Regions from separate parts of the Mus musculus genome. Here all the other regions are linked to region 2. Evidence: chromatin contacts called from public promoter capture Hi-C data. All regions are on one chromosome and are shown on one strand. The core of a region is the stretch at or near the end of the contact, and the rest is flanking DNA. Distances in the headings are between cores, read along the strand shown. Region 1 holds the start of Ssr4 (signal sequence receptor, delta). Region 2 holds the start of Gdi1 (guanosine diphosphate (GDP) dissociation inhibitor 1). Region 3 holds the start of Bgn (biglycan).

The links. Promoter capture Hi-C pulls out the DNA fragments that hold promoters and counts their contacts. Capture Hi-C pulls out chosen DNA fragments and counts their contacts.
Region 1: a promoter capture Hi-C map of pancreatic islet shows a contact between it and region 2. The contact joins the promoter of Ssr4 here to the promoter of Gdi1 in region 2. A contact is called at or near these places in 8 of 39 promoter capture datasets (the HPC-7 cell line, the SN4741 cell line, cranial neural crest and 5 more), 2 of 484 Hi-C or Micro-C datasets (LSK cells and regulatory T cells), 5 of 115 datasets of contacts at active chromatin or transcription factors (astrocytes, large pre-B cells, memory CD8 T cells and 2 more) and 3 of 9 other capture datasets (adipose tissue, liver and pancreatic islet).
Region 3: a contact with region 2 is called in a promoter capture Hi-C map of cranial neural crest. The contact joins the promoter of Bgn here to the promoter of Gdi1 in region 2. A contact is called at or near these places in 2 of 39 promoter capture datasets (cranial neural crest and liver) and 1 of 9 other capture datasets (liver).

Annotation. Positions count from the first base shown.
Region 1 is chrX:73,784,601-73,788,786 of GRCm38.p6, forward strand. It overlaps Ssr4 (signal sequence receptor, delta), which reads left to right and starts at 2,423. Exons shown (of 6, transcript NM_001166480.2): 1 at 2,423-2,706. The coding sequence starts at 2,640. Idh3g (isocitrate dehydrogenase 3 (NAD+), gamma) reads right to left here and starts at 2,297. Exons shown (of 13, transcript NM_008323.1): 1 at 2,175-2,297. The coding sequence starts at 2,255.
Region 2 is chrX:74,302,390-74,306,637 of GRCm38.p6, forward strand. It overlaps Gdi1 (guanosine diphosphate (GDP) dissociation inhibitor 1), which reads left to right and starts at 2,623. Exons shown (of 11, transcript NM_010273.4): 1 at 2,623-3,052; 2 at 4,190-4,248. The coding sequence starts at 3,008. It overlaps Atp6ap1 (ATPase, H+ transporting, lysosomal accessory protein 1), which reads left to right. Exons shown (of 10, transcript NM_018794.4): 7 at 1-211; 8 at 833-880; 9 at 969-1,197; 10 at 1,408-2,332. The coding sequence ends at 1,617.
Region 3 is chrX:73,481,695-73,486,000 of GRCm38.p6, forward strand. Bgn (biglycan) reads left to right here and starts at 1,907. Exons shown (of 8, transcript NM_007542.5): 1 at 1,907-2,068.

The sequences.
Region 1 (4,186 bases), core at 1,173-3,672, 520 kb before region 2:
TAGAATGGAGACAACAACTTCATTTGTCTGCTGAAAAACTTAACCAAAAGGAGGTATTCAAGCTGTTCACAAGCTCCAGCAGGATGGAGATGAGCTAAAGTATACCACCTTTCACTCTACCAGCCTTTTAGAGTTCAAAACTAGCATCCTTGGGAGATAACTCCCAGTAGTTAACTCCCTTTGAACTGTAGCTGTGGCAATGATCCAGCCTTCTAAGAGCCTGCACCAGGTGTGGCTCAAAATCTGTGCAACTCATTCACAGATGGCAACAACATTGCTAGGGCTGAATCTATCCCACAGCTGCCTCCTATGCTAGATGTTACAGTGGTCATTGTCCCAGTCCTAGAAAACGTCCCAACCACAGGCTCCTGATCTTGCTATATACAGATATGGATAGTTTCTTTTAGAGGGTTACAAAGCTCTCCCTCTTGAGTCCAATTGTCCAATCAAAGAAGCCCAGTATGAGGCAGGCTGAGGAGAACACAAGTCTTCTACTCTGTCATCATCCTTAGCTAGTCTGCAGGAAGACAAAGGCCAGGGTGGTTCAATCTCCTGCTGATGGACTCCCATACTTGATGTTTTCCTAAGGCTTCTCCCTTTGTCATGTTTGTGTTTGGTCAATTACCAATAATGATAGCATGATTTCCCAGGGGATGTCAACCAGCAGGACTCAAGACCTTGAGTTGTCTATATGGGTTCCTATACCCAGGACAATCAGTCTCAGGGCAAAGCCCTGCCTGGCTACCAATCATTCCACTGCCACCTAGTCCCATCCCAACAAAGGCACACAAGCATTCAGGAGGAAAGGTCTTCATTAAGAGTTTACAGAAGCCTAGCTTCTGGAGCCATCAGGGTCTCTAGTAATCCTCTATATGCTGCTGGTCTTTCCTCAACAATGAGGAAGAAGCCATAGCACACGTGTGGCAATGAGAAGATGATTCTGTGGGGTCCTTTTTCTCCTTGCATTTTACAAGAATTCCAAGGATTAAACTTGGTATCCAAGCTTGGAGGCAGGTGCCTTTACCCACTCAGCCATCTGGCTGAACCAGAAGTCCCTATTTTAAATAGAATTTCATGTAGCATATGTAGCTCCCTTCCCCAAACAAAACAAGACAAAACAAAAAAGCCCCCAAGACCCCAACAACAACAACAACAAAAAACCCCATGGCATTCTGGAAGGTCAGAGTCAGCAAATGCTTTGAGAACATAAAGTCCTCTCTCCTCACTGGAACCCAGAGAGAAAAGAGAGCTGGCCTAATGCCATATTCTAGGTCAGTGGAAGAGCAAGGCCTAGAGGTCATAGCTCTTATTCCCCAGAGCTAGTTGTTGGTTTTCTGGTGCTAAGCAGTGCTACCCAGGAGCTAAACCAGCTAACCAAGACTCCAAAGAAAGAACCAGGAAAGCAAAGCCCTAGAAGCTTCCAGTCTTAGAACCCTGGTTCACTCTCATTACAGGGGTTTGGGCTTGTTTGTTGGCCTTTTGGTTAGAATCAAGTATCTAGGTGCTTGGTAGGCGGAAGATCTGGAGGGATCAAGGATTATGGATAGCCAGATGGCGGCGGTGCATGCCTTTAATTAATCCCAGCACTTGGGAGACAGAGGCAGGAGGATTTCTGAATTCAAGGCCAGCCTGGTCTACAGTGTGAGTTCCAGGCTACAGAGAGAAACCGCGTGTTCGACGAGACAGAGAGAAACCGGGAGAGGGAACGCGGGGACACAGCGAGAGACACACAGCGAGAGAGATACTGATAAAGTCTGATTTTCCACCTCCACTAGGGCAAAGCAGTCTAAGAGAGGGAAAACCAAGGAGGAACTGAGTCCAGAAACAGGCTTAGATGGTACATGCAAGGTGGGCCAGGACACGTGGCCTCTTCAAAAGGGCTTCCACAAGGACACTACGGAGGGGACACCTAGCTACTGCGGTCTACCTTCCCAACCCTTCCGGAGGAAGGCACAGAGGAGCCAGATCAGAGTCAATTTCGGCCAACCGCCTCACGGACAGCAGAAGCAACCAGTGAACCCCAGAGTGCAGCCCTCTCCCCGCCCCTCCTATGGCTCGCACAGCCAATCGAATTCCGTGTTTGCTCAAAGAGCCGTTACCCGACTCCGGGTCTCAATTGGGTGTTAAGTCCCTCTGTAAGCCTGCAAATGTCCCACCGCCCATTCACCACTCACCTCCCAAGGACGGCAGAGGAGAGTTGGCTTGAGCATTGCCTTTGCAGCACCGCCAGCAGCTATCGCCACCTTCAGCGCCATGACGAAAAGTGAGGACCTCTACAGGTCAAAACATTAAGCACCGTTCTCGCGACAGTTGGGGACAGCGAGAAATCCGGGGTATGGGTTGAGAAAACGCTAGCATTACGCACGCGCACAGTCACACCGGTTCTTACGCCCCCTTCCGGTGCCTAGAGCACTGTTCCGCCATCTTGGGGAGGGGAAGGCTGAGAAGGAGGGAAGTGCGACCGGTTGGGACCCTGGCTAGGGAAGCGGACACGTCAGTGCCGCCAGCGACGTCACCATGCCCGACCCAGCCCGCCGACGCACGATTGGGTGCTGAGGCCGCTTACGCGTCGCGCTTCCTCGTCTGCTCCGCATGTCCAGGGTGGCTTGCTCTCTTTTCCCCTCGGAAGAGAAGAGGCGATGGCGGCGATGGCATCTTTCGGCGCCCTGGCACTACTCCTGCTGTCTGGCCTATCTTGCTGCTCAGGTAGCGGCCTGGCCGGAGCTTGTTTCGGGGCGCGCCCCTGCTGTTGGCAGGTGGTGCTGGGGGGAGGAAGGGTGTGCGCGAGGTGGGGATCTGGCCCTTCCCGGGGCTCGTCGCTACTGACGGGATCTTCCCCCGATGGGTGTTGTGTCGTGGCGACCAAAGCACCACACACACGTTTACCCGACAGCCAGGTTGCTTCCTTGTCTGCTTTTGGGAGAACCCCCAAAGCAGTACCATGCTCCGACCACCAGCTCCAGCAGGGAAGGTGATATGTATGTCCCTGGTTCCTGTGTCAAAAGGTAGTCGCACAAGAGCAGTGCTGGCAGCTACGAACCAATGCTGCATAGGCCAGGCTTCCCCAAGAGAAACCTAAGAGAGGGAGGCAGATCAGAGTAAGGGCACTAGGCGAGTTAGATAGGGAACCGATGAAGTGAGCAAGGGCTTTTAGTGCCCAGAGCCTCGACTTTTTGTGACGCCTTGGTATATCCCACCCCAAAGTTCATAGCAAAATTGAACCGTGCACAGACCCGTTGATATTTGTGAGACATCTGTAACGTGGTAGTGGGGCTGAGCTCAATCTGGAGTGCCGGCATGTGTTTTGAAAGATGTTAGCACCTCAGACCTGAGAGCCTGAACTAAGGACGATTTGGTTTCTGTACATACAGGTAGCCTCTGGCCATCCCTTCTACCCACCCCTCAGAGAATCCTTCAGTCTGTTGCTAGCAGTGTCTTAAAAAGACAAACCTGGCTGTAACATCTATTAGGGGTTCCATAGTGTCTACAGGGAAAGGCCCAGCTGAGCAGGTCACAGAAGGGTTGGTGGAATATGGCCTTGAGAGCCATTCCCAGGCATTTTCCTCCTGCCATTTATGCCGGTACAAGGTCTTCTCTAGCTTAATCGGTCATTCTTTCAAGACATCACATTTGGAGAAGAGTTGGATGAAAACTTTTCCTCAGGGGTGTTTAGTTTACAGGGGCAGGTTTGGTGTTTGGGCCCAGAATTTACTTCTCTCAGGAAACACTAGAACCAGTCTTGACATTCTGTCACCTGGATGGGTCTAGAGACCCTTATCTTGAAAGTCCCTGTGTGTTAACAACACCCCATTTAGTGTCTGCAGAATGCTTTCAGTAGGCTATTGAAGAAGCTCTGAATTGAGGCTGCCTTGACCTACTGGGCTTCTGGGGTACTTTAGGAGCAGGTGAGCTGCTTTGTGGCCTCCCTATCATAGATTCAGATACTAATTTCATCAGCCTCCTGCCTGCCTCAAACATGGCTGTTGCTTCCATGTTGTTGCATCCAGACTCACCTCTGCAGAGCTTTCCCTACCTCACTCTGGCCTGGCTCATCAGCCCTCACTGGCCCCTTCCACTCTACTTTTGACTGAGTACTAGGATCCATCTCCCAGACCCCACTTTCTGTCAGGAATAGAAGAGTATGTGTATCCTCAGCTCACCAAGTCTGAGAGGTGGAGCCAGGGTA
Region 2 (4,248 bases), core at 1,373-3,872:
GGGGTCTAGGTCGCCAGCTGCTTCAGACTCAGGTGGCATCTCCTGCGATCCATCCTCCTGTGAGTTACAATGACACTGCCCCAAGGATCCTGTTTTGGGCACAAAACTTCTCTGTGGCATACAAAGACGAGTGGAAAGACTTGACCTCCCTCACCTTTGGTGTGGAGAATCTTAACTTGACCGGCTCCTTCTGGAATGACTCCTTTGCCATGTAAGGGTTATAGGAAGAGAAGGAAGGGCTATCCTATCACACATGGTCTTCCTGTCACTGTGAGCTCAGTACAGGACAAGGATGTGGGATTATGTTTGTGTGGTATGTTCACCAAGGACATAGATGTCACAGTATCGCAGGGTGATATTGCTGGGAGGTTACTGGTGAGGGAGCCTCTTAAGAGTTTGGCCTTCTCATGTTTTTTTAGGTATTGGTTGTTGGGTCCTGAGCTTTTATTACCACATAGTCCCTTGGGATCCTGGACCGTTTTTGAACCCAACCCCTGGGACTGCATGTAGGCAAATATCAAACCAACTGTTAAAACCAGTCCTAGGTTTCCTACCCTTGAAACCTCAGCAGGCAGCTGAATAACCCCAAGAAGGAGGCCTAGGAACCAGAGGAAGGAATCCTAAGTTGGAGATGTGAAACCTAATTGTTTCACAACTGCTCCTGATTTGCTTATGACTGGAACTTTACTTTTCCCATATGGTAAATGGGGACACTGTATTGGCAGGTGACTATAAGGATGGATCTAGGGCAGCTTAGGTTGGAGCCAACCTGATGAGGACCTTCTTAAGATCCTTCTAGAGCCTGACAGTACTCCTCTGCCTTGTTCCATAGGCTTTCACTGACCTATGAGCCACTCTTTGGTGCAACAGTGACATTCAAGTAAGTTCTGTTGGCTGAAGTTTGTCAGGGCTGGCGTGTCTTCACTCTGTTCTGTTCATCTGACATCTCTGCATCCCCTGCCTCCCAGGTTCATTCTGGCTAGTCGCTTCTATCCAGTGTCTGCCCGATATTGGTTTGCCATGGAACGACTTGAAATCCACAGCAATGGCTCTGTTGCCCATTTCAATGTTTCCCAAGTCACAGGACCTAGCATCTATTCTTTCCACTGTGAGTACGTCAGCAGTGTGAGCAAGAAAGGCAATCTCCTTGTGACCAACGTGCCCTCAGTCTGGCAGATGACTCTTCATAACTTCCAGGTATTGAAAGGGTGATGGGCCCCAAGCTGGTGGCAGTAAGGGGAGGGAAGAAGGGCCCAGAGAATCTCAGTATGGTTTGAGCATGTAGCTGAGAGTTCCAGCCTTGTGCAGTCTCTGAAGGTATAGATTATTCATTGATTCCAGAATCCCAGCTCTTACTGTGTGTGGAACCTTGTGGAACCATCTGATCCATGTCAATGTGTCTCCTAGATCCAGGCCTTCAATGTGACTGGTGAACAGTTCTCCTATGCTAGCGACTGTGCTGGTTTCTTCTCTCCGGGCATCTGGATGGGTCTGCTCACCACCCTCTTCATGCTTTTCATATTCACCTATGGTCTGCACATGATACTCAGCCTAAAGACCATGGATCGCTTTGATGACCACAAGGGCCCCACCATCACTTTGACCCAGATTGTGTGACATACACCTGAGAGGAATTGAGGGAGTATTGGTGTCTAGGTTGTCATGTTTCTGTTTTGTGACACAGTGGATGGAAAGGTTTGTCCTCTTCCTACTATAGCATGAACCCTACATACGCCACCCTCAGTCTCTCTTGCTTCCTCTTTAACCCGGAGAGGGACTCCCCTGTGGCTATCCCCCATCTCTACCAACAAAGTGTATTCTTCATAGATATTAGATAAATCTTCCAGGCTTCATCATCAAGAGGGGAAGGGACCTTAATTCTAGGGTCTCCCCTTTACCCTCTCTCCTTATTTATTCTTGCCCCTCTGCTATTATTCCTTGCTGTTTATAGTGCTTTTGTGTAGTAAATGCTCACTCCCCAAGCTTTATGGAGCTTCCAGCAACAGCCATGAACTTGAGGTTCCTTGAATTTGCGAGGTGTGGAAAGACTACTTGACTGTCTGTCCAGCTTAGCTGTTATGTTTTTTGGGGGGGAGGGGTGATGTGTTAAGAGTGAGTGGTACACTGGGGTTTATTTCTGTGGCCTGGGAAGGAAGAAACCATCACGAGGATTGGTGAACAAAGTGTGCTCACTGGGTTTCTGGATTATTCCCATAAAGACTGCCTGTCAAGAGGCCGGAGGTGTGTGTGGGGGGTTGCTCTGTTGTTTCCTTCCTAATAAAATAAAGACGTGTTGCCTTGTGTTGGGCTTCGTGTCACTCATTTCTGCACTGAACAGTAGATTTTTTTTTCTTGACTGAAGGGAAGAAGTGCTCAGATGTAGTCCAGTCATGCAAGAGGTGAGAGAGGAAGGGTGGGAGGGTCTTCAGTAAGCTGATACTCTTAACAAACCTACTTAGAGTAGAGGCTTGTTACTTTTCCTGGCCTTGGGAGGAATCCTGACAATGGTAGCTCCGCTACTGTGCAACAACACACAGCAGGGCTTCCATACCTTGTGTTTCTCCCAGGGGGCGGTACGGGAGCGCGCGGGGCGGGGCGGGGCGCGCGCGGCTCCCGCGCAAGGATCTTTCGGAGGACTCAGCACCTGCTGCCGGCCTGCCCCGCCCCGTATTTTTCTGGGCTCACGAAGAGCCCCGATAACCCCTGCAGTCATTCTGGTGCTGGGACCCAGGTGACAGAAGCCCTCCCAGAAAACAAGCAAGGAAATGATGACTGGTTGGGCGGGGCGGGGCCAGCGGAGAGAGAGAGGGACTCATTAACGCTGCGTAGGGATCAGGAGACAACCGACAGACGCCATCTTTGGTTCAGTGCGGCGGCAGTGACAGAAGCAGCGGCAGGGGCAGCAGCAGCAGCGGCAGTAGCAGCAGTAGCAATAGTAGAGGTAGTGGTAGCGGCTGCTGTGGTGAAGGAGGAGGAGCAGAGCGGACGCTGGTACCAAGGCCTGATCATGGATGAGGAATACGATGTGATTGTGCTGGGGACAGGTCTTACCGTAAGTGCCACTTCAGGCTCTCATAGCCCTGCATCATGCCATCCCTCCCCACCCCACGCCATCCCTCCCCACCCCACTCCATCCCGCATTGATGCAGAGTCCGGTATCCGATCCATCCTCCCATCATCCTAGCTCCAGCCCTGGGAAAACCAACCCCATGCCCAACCCACTACCTCACCCTAGGATGTCGATTCCAGTTCCCAATTCTCTGTAGAGGGCCCCACTTTGTCCTGTGTTCCTGCACTCTAGTACTTAACCTCAGACCCCTATTCTTCCCTATCTCTATCACCGAGGTGGAAAACTCACCCCCCCACACACACAGTGGAACCATTGCACCCAGCCCCCACCCTTTGCCTGAACTCATCACCTGCTCCAAGGCCTTGATTAGCATCCCTTACCATCTTGTGATCAAACTAGGGGATGGAATATGAAGATGGGTATGGGGACATTACAAGGGTGGGCCCTCATCATGCTTTTCTGCTTTTTGGGATGGGATAGGAAACCCATGGAATGTTCCAGAGACAGCAGGAGTGTGTGTGTGGGGGGTGTGGGGGGGGGGTAGTGACCACTTTACCTCTGCCCCAACTTGGTTTCCCATGGAGATCTCAGACTGAATATATATCCTCAGCCTTTGTCCTTGGGTTAGTGACTGACTGGTGAGGGTGTTTGTCTCTTCCCTGCCCCCGCCCCCCCCAACCCCCACCCCCGGCCTAAATCTTTTTAGTTTGAACCCTGAGTCTAGACCAGTGGATAGGGCCAGAAGAGAGTCAGGGGCTCCTGCCCTTTGAAGGAGGAGCAGGGTGGGGCCTGGGATTTCAAGGACTTGGCCTTCTCTTTCAAAGGTCCTTTGAATTGGTTCTTCTTGTAGACTCATTGTCTTTTTGTGGGCTCAGAGAAGTAGATACTTCTCTTGGCTTGTTGATGCTGGAAGACTTGGAAGCTGAAAGCTCTGCCCCCCAAACCTCCTTTAATGCTCCAGTAGTTTACTCAGCAGGGTTGTAAAGGAAACATCATATGAAGCCATCTTCTCCTCCCCAGTTTTAGGCACTGAAAAGAGCTGCATTATAAAATTGGTGGTGGGCATGAAGCAAGTTGGAGGGTTATGGGGTATAGCTGCAAATGTCACTCCTTCCCCAGGAATGCATCCTGTCTGGCATCATGTCTGTGAATGGAAAGAAGGTGCTGCACATGGACCG
Region 3 (4,306 bases), core at 657-3,156, 820 kb before region 2:
GGAGGTGGAGGCAAAAGAATCAAGAGTTTAAGGTCATTCTGGACTATACAGCAAATCTGAGGTCTGCATGGGGTACAAGAAACCCTATCTCAAAAATCAAAGCAAAAGGAAAGAGTTATTGAAATATACTTGTTGAGTATAGTAAAGGCTCACTCTTTTGTAATCTCAGCATAGACAGATGAAAATTCTCACCATGAATTCAAGGATATCTAGTGGAACTTTATCTCAAAAATAGAAAGAAAAAAAAAGAGAAGAGATGAAAGATATATAAAATACAAGGCATACAGTTTAAATGAACTATTCAGCAGTTTTCACTTAGTATGTTCAGAGCAGTTTCATTGTTTCAAACTGAAGACTCAGAACTGATGAGATGCTGTTTCTTTCTGTTTCATTCTGGAAATCTCACATGAACAGGCCAGACATAATGTGGCCTTTTGCCACTGGCTGCACTCACCAAGCAGAATATTCCATATGTGCCTTGGACCTGCTGTAATTCCAGCACTCAGGGGGCAGAGACATGAGGATCTGGAGTTCAAGAGCAACTTCACTTACATAGTGAGTTGAAGGCCAGATGGGGCTACATAAGATCCTATAAATACATACATACATACATACACACACACACACACACACACACACACACACACACACACACACATGAGCAGACAAAAACCAGCAGCCTGAGAAGCCTGAGTGCTCCCTAGTCTCCTGGTCTGGACCATGGAATCCAAAGGCATCCACCGGCTCCCAACCCATATCCTGCTTCTCCCAATTTTCTCCTCTCTGCAGCCAGAAGAGACTGCTCTTGAAGGAAAGTTCGACACTGATTCTGGCTCCAAGCAAAATTCTACTGGAGATTCTGTCCTCAACTGAGAACATGCAGTGAACTTCACCTTGCCCTCTATCCAGTGGGCCTCTGCCTCAGCCCCTCACCTGAACTTTCTTTGTTTGCCCTTCCTTACACTTGGTCCCTGGTTTCATCTTTAGATTTCAGTGTGGCTCCCCAATTTAGTCTCTCCCACCATCTAAGGGCTCACCTTTACATCTTGGAAGCTGCCCTGGAAAAGGAGAGGTAGGACATCACTGGACAGGTAAATGCTACACTAGGGACCATGTCTCATTTGGACCCTCAAGAAGCAGTTGAGGTTTGGCAGCCTAGCCCTGTTAGGTCCTGAAATTGAAGGAAGGAAATGCTCATAAGAGAGACCATGGTTACTGCATCCTGGCCGGCCAGTAGGGGTTGAGCAAGAAGATAAGGAGCTTGTTTCTCTCCTCCAAATCAGCTTTGCCAACTTCTCAAAGGCTTCAGGGATGTGAGCCAAGAAGGCCTGCAGAAACTTGGGGTGGGGGTGGGGGGCAAATGCCTCGTTTTAAAGGAGGAAAGGAAGGAGAAGAGGAAAGGCTAACAGAGCCAGTGGGATCCTGGATCAAGCCCTTCCAGAAGCCTACCATCCTCTACATCTATAATCCCCAAAGTGCCCCTGGCTTCAGACTTAAGTTCTGGGTAGCCATCAGGTTACCTTTCCTCATCTTCCTCTCACTTTCTTCTGCCTAGCCCCACAACAGCAAGCACCTCAGTGTCCCCTTTTGGATAGTGGAAAGTTTGACTCTGTGAGACTGTCTGCCCAAAGACACCAAGGGTCTGTCCCTAAGTAAGTGAATGTGTGTTCTTTCAAACTATGCTTGAGGCAGGGGCCAGGGTGGGGGGCGTGAGGGGGAGGGGTGCCACATAGACCAGCCGTCTACAAGAAAATTGCTTCCTTTGAAGCTGCCAGGGGGGGCAGGAAGCCTGCCCCCTCCCTCCCAGCTGCCCTTCCTCCCCCCTTTTCTCCCTCTCTGCTCCACTAGCCCCCTCCCTTCTTGTCTCCCTCTCCGCCCCGTCCCCTCCCTGTCGGCCCGCCCGCCCAGCCTTTAGCTTCCCTCCCACCGCCTCTGTCTCCCTCTCTCCACGAACTGCCCAGGAGCGAGCAGCTGCTCCCGGTTGGCCCTGACGGACAGACAAACCGACAGCCTGACAACCTAGTCCACCAACTAAGCAGCCTGCACCTGGCTGCTTGTCCCTCCCCAGGTAGGGCCTGCTCACGCCGGGAACTGACTCCACTCTCTCGACAAAGACTTCCATCTGTCCTCCCTGTCTTCATTTCTGGCTATGCTGTACCCTCATCAGCCAAAGATGTTGGCAATCCTGCTGTCTCCACACCAGCCCTGCCGCATCTAGTCTTGCCGCCCCAGTGTCTATACTTCCACTGTCTCCTTGCTGCTCTCTATATTCCCCCAGGGCACCCACCAAAGGCTTTGTGTCCTTTTCATCAACACCACATTTCTGCCTCTTCTCCCCACGCTCTTCCCTGAACTTTCTTCCTACCCTTCCTTTCCCTTTCCTCTCTGACAGTGCCCAGTTGCTAAGCTCACCTATGCGTTGCTTCTCTGCTTCTGGGGATGGACAGGGAGCTCCCCCAGGGTGCTGCCCAGAGCACTGAGGCAGGGCTGGGTGGATGGCTAAGCTCTACCCATAGTCCTATCCCTTCATGGCAAGGCCCAGGCACACCCTTCACTCCTGCTAGCCTTGCTCTCCCAGCTCAGCCTTTCTTGGGGTCTTGGCACCTGGCCAGGTCAGGGAGGATGGAGCCAATGCAAAACTCAGCATTGGCACAGTCTCCCCTTGGAGTAGTCAGAGACACTTGTGCTCCCAGGCACACCTCAGGCACCTTGCCCTAATATTCCATACTCACCATAGACTAATGTTCTGCTTCCTCTTGAGCTGAGATGCACAATGGGCAGATGATGGGATGGGGGTAGAAAATGGGGAAATTGTGCCATGTTTCCAGGAAGAAAACGTGGCTTAGAGCCCTGAGGAGCCTGTCAAGAGACTCAGAAGAAGAAGCAAGACAGACAGAGTCAACTGGGCATTAACCAAGTCTGGTGAAGGTTAGCGGACTGGAGTACCTAGAATAAGAGGTCCAGAGCTGTAGGTAGGGCAGGCAGAGGAAATCTTTATTAGGCCAAGGGCACCTGGGTGACTCCAATTTCATGTTTAGGAGCTGTTGCCTCTCTAGTCTGCCAGTTTTCTGCCTTGAAATGACTGAAATTGAGACACACTTAAGATGTTCCCTATGCTAGCAAGAGTCCTAAGGGCTGGCATCTGGACATGCAATCAGTTGCCTGTACCACCTACACCCTAGGAGAGCTTGTGGGTGGGCATGGTTGCTTTGTGTAAAACATGACTGTGTATTGCTGCTGAAGGCTAAAGCCGGGGTTGAGGGGGGGCTTTGAGGACAGGTAATGCGGATATACTGATAGAAGGATGTGGGTCTGCCTCTAAGCCACAAGGGTAAGGCAGCATGAGGAGGCTCTGATCCAGGCAGTAGAGAGGGCGTCATAGCCAGCTGGCTGCCTGGGTGTGGCAGCTGGGCCTCTCTGGCCCACTCCTACACTGACTTTCTCTCCACCCCAAAGGACTTGAGTCTACCACTGCTTCTCTTCCCTACCCAGAACAAGGACCAAGGTCCTACTACATGCAAAGTGAATCGGAACCATGGAGTTTAGAATTTAGAAGCCCAGATGGGTATGCCAGCCAGTGACCATCATGTCAAGTAATCTGCTATAACTGACCAAAAATTTTTTTCAATCCCTCTAAAATCCTATGCTGTTGGGGGATTGGCAACATGGTGGAATAGAAGGGAAAGGGATGCTGTGGAGGTAAGAAAGAGCTTTTTTCAGCAATATTCTATAGTCCTCCAGTCATAGCATCAAATCCTCTGAAGAGAGATTTGTAATGAGGCTATATTTGACAATTTGCACTGGGATACTCTCCAGAAGACTTGTTTTTTGTCACATTGTTTTGGGATGGGATGGGGACTAGACTCCATTCCAATCTCCCTTTTGCCTGGGCTCATCCACCATGGTCTTTCACTTTTTCTCCCTGTAGAAACAGAGTACCATAAGTCTGTCCCAGGAGTCACTTGTCCTTGGTCCACAGATTCTCAGCATGCCTCCCTAATGAGGCCAAAATACCAAGGAAGCTTCCTTGTCAACCCCCCCCCCATTACCTCCACACCCACCATGACTCCCTCCTGCTCTTCCTCCTTTGTCCCTGCTCTCAAATGCCCCACCCATTTTCTAGTGGGGGCCTCACATTCCAACAGTCCTGGCAGCAGGTCTTCTCCATTGTAGGGAGGTCAGTTGGTTGTAGAGAGACACCCCAGCACAGGACCTCACTCACACCAAGGAATAGGGGCAGTGTGAATGAATGATCCTGGAAGACTGAAGATGATCTTGGCCCTTCCTGGCTGAATGCATAAGGCTG